Linked DNA regions of Hordeum vulgare: region 2 is linked to region 1. A link is a contact called in public Hi-C data. All regions are on one chromosome and are shown on one strand. Each heading gives the region's core, a stretch centred on a gene start, on an enhancer-like site or on the middle of the called end of the contact. The rest is flanking DNA. Distances are from core to core; before and after follow the strand shown. Region 1 holds the start of LOC123449199 (probable xyloglucan endotransglucosylase/hydrolase protein 28). Region 2 holds the start of LOC123449202.

What was found. Hi-C and Micro-C count contacts between places; a contact is called where the count stands out from the background.
Region 2: a Hi-C map of seedling shows a contact between it and region 1, with 4 times the contacts expected there. The contact joins the promoter of LOC123449202 here to the promoter of LOC123449199 in region 1. A contact is called at or near these places in 3 of 6 Hi-C or Micro-C datasets (leaf and seedling) and 1 of 1 datasets of contacts at active chromatin or transcription factors (embryo).

The regions. Positions count from the first base shown.
Region 1 is chr4H:511,594,110-511,597,601 of MorexV3_pseudomolecules_assembly, forward strand. It overlaps LOC123449199 (probable xyloglucan endotransglucosylase/hydrolase protein 28), which reads left to right and starts at 1,529. Exons shown (of 4, transcript XM_045126329.1): 1 at 1,529-2,049; 2 at 2,152-2,252; 3 at 2,366-2,502. The coding sequence starts at 1,836.
Region 2 is chr4H:512,406,026-512,409,517 of MorexV3_pseudomolecules_assembly, forward strand. It overlaps LOC123449202, which reads left to right and starts at 1,616. Exons shown (of 9, transcript XM_045126335.1): 1 at 1,616-1,821; 2 at 1,922-2,124; 3 at 2,668-2,740; 4 at 3,255-3,350; 5 at 3,469-3,492. The coding sequence starts at 1,729.

The sequences.
Region 1 (3,492 bases), core at 279-2,778:
ATCCTGTCCATGGCGCTGGGCTGGGCTGGGCTGGGCTCGCCAGCCTGCCCCAGCCCCGGGATCGATCGATGGTCCAAAAGTAAGTGGAGGAGGGGTCAGGATTACCCGCTCGCTGCATGGACTCGCACCTTTTTTCCCCCACAGCCGTTTGTAGCCACTGCATTCACTCGATCTACCGCTGACGGACAGGCTCACATTCAATCGTCATTAATCTTTGCACTGTTGAGTGTCGTACTGCGAGTACTGGTACCCTCTCCGTGGTTCGCCGTGCAAGAGTAGAAGCTCTCACACAATGTGAGTAGAGTTTAGAGTTAGAGTAGAGTAGGAGTAGTACTGTGCGTACACGGTGAAAGTGCTCAGAAAGAGACGCAGGAGAGAGAGGCGATGCGAGCACAGGAGAAAAGGTGGTTGCCTGACCGTCTCGCTACCGTTTCAGGCCGCTACGTACTCACTCCCACACGACGGCGTCAGGGCGAGAAAGCTACAGAACCTACCGGCGTAGAGTACGTCGGGGGTCCCCCTCTGTCGGCCGTCTCATCCAGTCCGCCCCCTAAATTTCCGGCGCCTGCGGTCGACAGCGGCGTGGCCAAATTCACAATTTTGACCCTTTTGCTAATGTGGCCCGCTTGTGAAATTATTTCGGATCTGATTTTTCTTTACCGTCATTCGTTGTGGCGGTAAGCATACACACCTTATCGTTATTCTCTGGGACGGTGGAGTCCGGATCAGCGCAGATGACACCGTTTGATCTCGTTGACGTGGATAAATGGCTACCCGTCACACACAAAAATGATGGCAGGGTGTGGGCTGACGGTAGAATGTTGAGACGGTTAATTTCGTCACAGCAAATGACGGTAAGGTGTGTATGTCTATCGTGGCAAACGGGTCAAATCAGGCTAAACTATGTCAAAAGCATCAAAACAGCGAAATCGGCCACAGGGCCTCGCACAATGAATCGGTTGCAGCGCTCCCAGGAGTAATAAATCCCGACGAGACATTTCCAGGACACCGGCGCCGCAGCCGCCTGCACCTCCCGCCGGGCATTTCTAGGATACCTTGCCGGCCGTCGCGTCGTTCGGACCCCGAATGCGTCCGATCATCTGGCACGCGATCATGCATGGACCAGCTTCCCTCACCCACGAATACGATGGTTTCGCCACTCCGATGCTACAATACGTCGAATGTCTGTCGACCAGCCTGTTGCTAGACGTGCCGTTTGTAGTCTTGTTCATGCTCCCTGACAGCAGTATGGACCGCCCGAGGCCTCGAGCCGCACTCAAGGAGAAACGGGAAGCTCGTGCGGGCATTCAACCAACGGTAGTACAACAATAATCCCTGGATTCCGCTGGGATCAAGCAAAAAGCTGTGGGTACGGTTTTGATCTGTCAAGTAATGGCCGGCAGTAAAGAGAATGGTTGAGTGAGATATGGGGTTGGGAGTAGTAATTCAGCAGCACTAGCGCGGCAATCAAAGCCTCGATGATATGATACTCCTATATACGTACGTATCAGAACAAGGCCTCGATGATATGATATATACGTACGTATCAGAATACGGATCCTGTTTAATTGCAGCGGACGCGATGATTAATTAAACGGCGCGGCCTACTCGCTCGGAACTGTGAGGTGCAACTCCCGATAAAACGCCGTATGGAAAGCTAGCTTCCTTTGCAATCCATCGCCGGCCTAGTCGCGCGCGAGAGAGAGAGTCAGAGAGACGAGGCGAGAGAAGAAGCAGTGAGTGAGCTGCAGCCAGCCAGCCAGCACGATATAGTAGAGCGGAGCGGAGCGGAGCGGAGGGGGGTGAAGGAAGGAACAGCAGAGGAGAGAGCTCCAATGGCGTGTCACTTCCTCTTGGCCGTCCTCCTGGCGTCGTCTTCTTGGGTTGCTGCGTCCTCCGGCGCCGCCGCGGACGATGTCATGGTGCCCCGCCCGACGACGGCGGCGGCGCTCACCTTCCGGGAGGGCTACACCCAGCTGTTCGGGGACTCCAACCTGAGGCTCCACGGCGACGGCAAGCGAGTCCACATCTCCCTCGACGAGAGGACAGGTACCCACCATGCCGTGCTTCATCGATCGATCCTCACGTTCTTGTCGCCGCCTTCCGTTCCTCATGGCGCGGCGCCTGCCTCTGTTGGTTTGGTGTATCCAGGCTCCGGGTTCGCGTCGCAGGGCGCGTACTTCCACGGCTTCTTCAGCGCCAGCATCAAGCTGCCCTCCGACTACGCCGCCGGCGTCGTCGTCGCCTTCTACGTGAGTACCCCTGCAGGCCTGCACTGCACCGCGCTTCTTGCAAACGAAACGAACCGACATAATAACGCACTGCTAACAGACTTTGGCATTGCGATCGTTGGATTTTCCGGCAGATGTCCAACGGCGACGTGTACGAGAAGACGCACGACGAGCTGGACTTCGAGTTCCTGGGGAACGTCAGGGGGAAGGAGTGGAGGGTGCAGACCAACGTGTACGGCGACGGCAGCACGGCGGTCGGCCGGGAGGAGAGGTACGGCCTCTGGTTCGACCCCACCCACGACTTCCACCGCTACGCCATCCTCTGGACCAACCGCACCATCGTGTAAGCTAGCCCCTGCTCTCCCTCCCATCTCATCCCCGCCAATCTTACTTACTTGCTCCGTTGCTTGTCATCGATCGGCACCACACTGCATTGCGTGCACGGTTTGCATTTCGCTGCAAGGTCTGATCGGACTGAACTTTGAACAGTAAACTAGTACGGAGTAGTTCAGAACTTCAGACCAGGAGCCTCAAGTGATGGCTTCCGGCACAATGTAGAGTGGTTTTAGCTGCAACAGCCGTAGCCAATTACTTCACCTGGCATTCGATTAGCTCGGATTGCTCCAGGGCTATCACTATACAGGATCAGTGTTGCTTGAACGGCGTTTCTGAATCATTATTACAACCCGTAGGCTGAATTCTGTGGATAATCCTTGTGGATGCCTGCACCACAAGTGTCGCTGTGTTACTTGTGTACTCTGTATATACAAGTTCCAAGCACACATGTGGTACCTGCCAGCAAATTAGTGATCCTTAAAGTACATACCAATATCTTCAGTGCTTGCAGAACACAGTACCATCTCCGTGTCCTTTGATAAAACAAAATAGTGTCAGTACCTGACCTGCGCTCTTTGTCATGGTAGTTCAGCTTAGCAATGTTGCATGTGCTACAACAATGTAGCAAGATAACCTCTGCTGCTAGTATTAGCTTCAGGTAGGAGTACTTTCTGTTGTTTGTTGCTTCTTTCCCTTTCCTTCTCTCCCTTTCTTTTTTCACCCTCATGACATGATTGAGAGAAATTGGCTCCTCTTCTTTACAGCTTACAGATTCCTCATGCCGTTGCCGCTTTAATAATTTCAAGTACCGAGGGCCCGAAATCGAGTAGATGGCCTTGCCGCAACGGGCATGCAGCAGATAGCGCTGCCCCCGCTAGCATGCTTCAAGATTGCTCCCTTGAAAGAAGAAACGTGTCGACATCAA
Region 2 (3,492 bases), core at 366-2,865, 810 kb after region 1:
CGGGCTGCTACTCCTCTCCCTCCTCCTCCTTCGCCTGCTCCTTCGGATCCGACGAGTCCAGAGGCAACCCGACAACGGTGCGGGCGTCGTGCCTTGCCCGGATGTTCTGCTCGATTTGTTACTGATGCTTCGGCATGAGCATAGCATAGGTGGTTATCTTTTGCCGGACCATGACGGCAACGAAGAGCATGGAAAGAGCGACACAGCGTGAGAGAGGAGGTGGATGGGCTTGGGCTGGCGACGTAGAGATGAAGGAGGTGGATGGGCTAGGGTCGTGGGACGCCGGCCAGCTTAAACAACCTGATTTGGCATGGCATGGCAAGCCGGAGCGGCACCACACGACGTTCACACCCCCACCAGAGGAGATGTTCGTTCGACCTTCGGATTTCTAGATGATTCCGCGTGAGACCGTGAGACCGTGAGACCGTGAGACCGATACATCTAACGTGGCGGACGCGCCCGGACGCTTCATGTCCGCCCGATATTTGAGACTAAATATGAGAAGTGACAGTCAGCTAGAACGTTTAAGGCCCGTTTGAGAGCCCGTCTTGATCAATTTTTTGTGACTGGACAATAATCGAACCGTCGAAATCACTAGTTGAGGAGTACACCTTTCAACGATTACTCCCACCTTCCTAGATTGCGACAAGTGACGCACTACATGCATGCCACTTGTCGCAACCTCGGAGTTTTTCGTTTTTTCGTAGATCCACATTTTCAAAATGTTTTATCTCCTAAATCATGCGCTTAAATCTTGAACTGTTTTTATTGTTGTGTTTCTCGCGTCGAGATCTTCAAAACTAGATCCCATGTTGATGCGTTTTGACAAAAATATCATGAAAAAACCAAACAATAAAACCGATATTTTTTCCCTTTTCGAGAGGCACGACCGTGCTTCTCGCGGTAGCAAAGCCGTGCCTCTCGCAAAACCATGCCTCTCACGAAAAAAGAGTGAGCACAAAACATGTTTTTTCCCTTTCAAAGAGGCACGACTGTGGCTCTCGCGATAGCAAAACCGTGCCTCTCGCGAAAAAAGAGAGCAGAAAACACGTTTTTTTCCCTTTTCTGAGAGGCACGACCGTGCCTCTCGCTATAGCAAAATCGTGCCTCTCGCGAAAGCAAAACCGCGCCTCTCGCTATAGCAAAATCGTGCCTCTCGCGAAAGCAAAACCGTGCCTCTCGCGAAAAAAAGAGAGAGCAGAAAACGCGTTTTTACCCTTTTTCGAGAGGCACGGTCGTGCCTCTCGCGAAAGCAGAACCGTGCCTCTCGTGAAAAAAAGAAAGAGAACAAAAAACACGTTTTTACCCCTTTTCGAGAGGCACGATCATGTCTCTCGTGATAGCAAAACCGTGCTTCTCACGGAAAAAATGAGAACAAAAAACGCGTTCTTTCCCTTTCCAAGAGGCACGACCGTGCGAAAAAAATCCGAAAAACTCACTCTAAAAGCTGAAAACACGTGAAAAAAAAATACTAAAGAAATGCTCAGAAGCGTGGCGGGGCTAAGAACGTGTTAAATAATGACACGTCAAATTGATCGCTGGAAGGCTTCTAAATAAGTGTTCGCCAAACCGTTTGAGCCGGGTTCGGAGCGCCCGTTAGTCAGCCTAGTCAAAGGCCTCTTCCGCGGGGCCCCACCGATTTCACAGTCTGTCCTCTCCCCTCCGCATCTCCAAGTCTCTTCCAAGTTCCAACCAATGTCTCATTAAAAAAAAAAGTCTCTTCCAGCCATGGCCACCGCCGCCGCTTCGCCGCCGCCGACCGCCACCGGGGACAACGTCCGCCTCCTTATCCCTGGATTCCTCTCCCCCGAGACCTGCAAGGTATATCACACGCTCCTCCCCAAACCCTCCTCCTCCGAGCTCTAATCTCCAGCTTATTGCGATCCGAATCGACCGTCTCATATGGTGCCGCCGTGTCCAGGAGCTGGAGTTCGTCCACTGGAGCTGCGGGACGGCGGGGTACCGGCCTTCGGTGGTGTCTACATCGCTGCCGCATCTGGCTGCCACCGGCTGCGGCCACCTACTCCTCCCCTTCGTGCCCATCCGCGAGCGACTCCGCGATGCCGTCGAGTCCTTCTTCTCCTGCCACTTCGACCTCTTCGTCGAGTTCACCGGACTAGTCAGGTTCTGAACAGTAGTTCCACATTGGTATCAGCGTGTTTCCTTGGAGCATATCAATTTTACATAGATGCTTACAGTACCCTCATATAAGCACCTTGCATTGTACTCCCTCCGTTCCTAAATACTCCCTCCGTCCCAAAATTCTTGTCTTAGGTTTGTCTAAAAATGAATGTATCCAAATACTAAAACGTGACTAGATACATTCATATATAGACAAATGTAAGACAAGAATTTTGGGACGGAGGGAGTATAAGTCTTTTAAGATATTTCACTAAAGGTCTACATACGGAGCAAAATGAGTGAATCTATACTTTAAAATATGTCTATATACATCCGTATGTGGTCTAGTAGTGAAACCTCTAGAAAGACTTATATTTAGGAACGGAGGGAGTACCTGCCCTCATGACTCCAGTAACTTTATACGAATGCACAACTTTACTATACTAGTGGTGCGCGTAAACCTTGAAGGTAGTTAATGTAGGAGACCTGACATAACTTGACACTATAATGTTGTCCTTATTCAAAACCTCTATATTGGGCGTGCAGTTGGTGCAAGGGTGCTTCTATTGGATGGCACAGTGACGACAACAAACCTTATCTTAGGCAAAGAGCCTTCACGGTGAGGACCAATCTGTTCTTGTGAATTCAGTCAGTTTGCATGGTTTTTCATTGTATCTTGACTTTTTAATTCCGAGCCAGTGATATCACACAATTCTTAGCGTAACTGTCATTTTGGTTGATTTAGTTCCCATTTGCCTACTTGTTGGCGAACTATACACAAGGAAGATGTTGTTAAGTATCTCTGTAAAACAAAAACATGTTATTGTGTATCCTGCTTTGCATTAATAGACTGCTGCAAATACTTGCCAATTTCATGAACAATGTAAGAAATGATCGCCACGAAACTATGAGTTTGTTAAAAACCAACACACACTGAAAATATCCTTTGCTCTGTGTATTATCATTGTGATTATATACTGAAGCCATTCATAAAATGGAGATGTTTTCTTAGTTCTGCTATGATGATCACTTATAAGTTTTTGCCCACATTGACCACATGCTTTTTTTGCTTCTTTTTTATGTGATCTTTCTCATGCTGACTTTATTTCTCTCTTCTGAATTCAAATAAAAAGGCTGTGTGTTACTTGAACAATCATGGAAAGGACTTTAAGGGTGGACTTTTGAAGTTTCAGGATGGTGAACCCTCCTCTGTTATTCCAGTTGCCGGTGTAAGCAGCACACAGTACATGCATTTCTTTCAGAATAGTTAATGTGGATATTATCTTCCACCGGCTAAAATATATTGGATAATTTCTTTCATTTTATGACAATTAATATTGTTTTCAGGATGCTGTCATCTACACTGCTGAT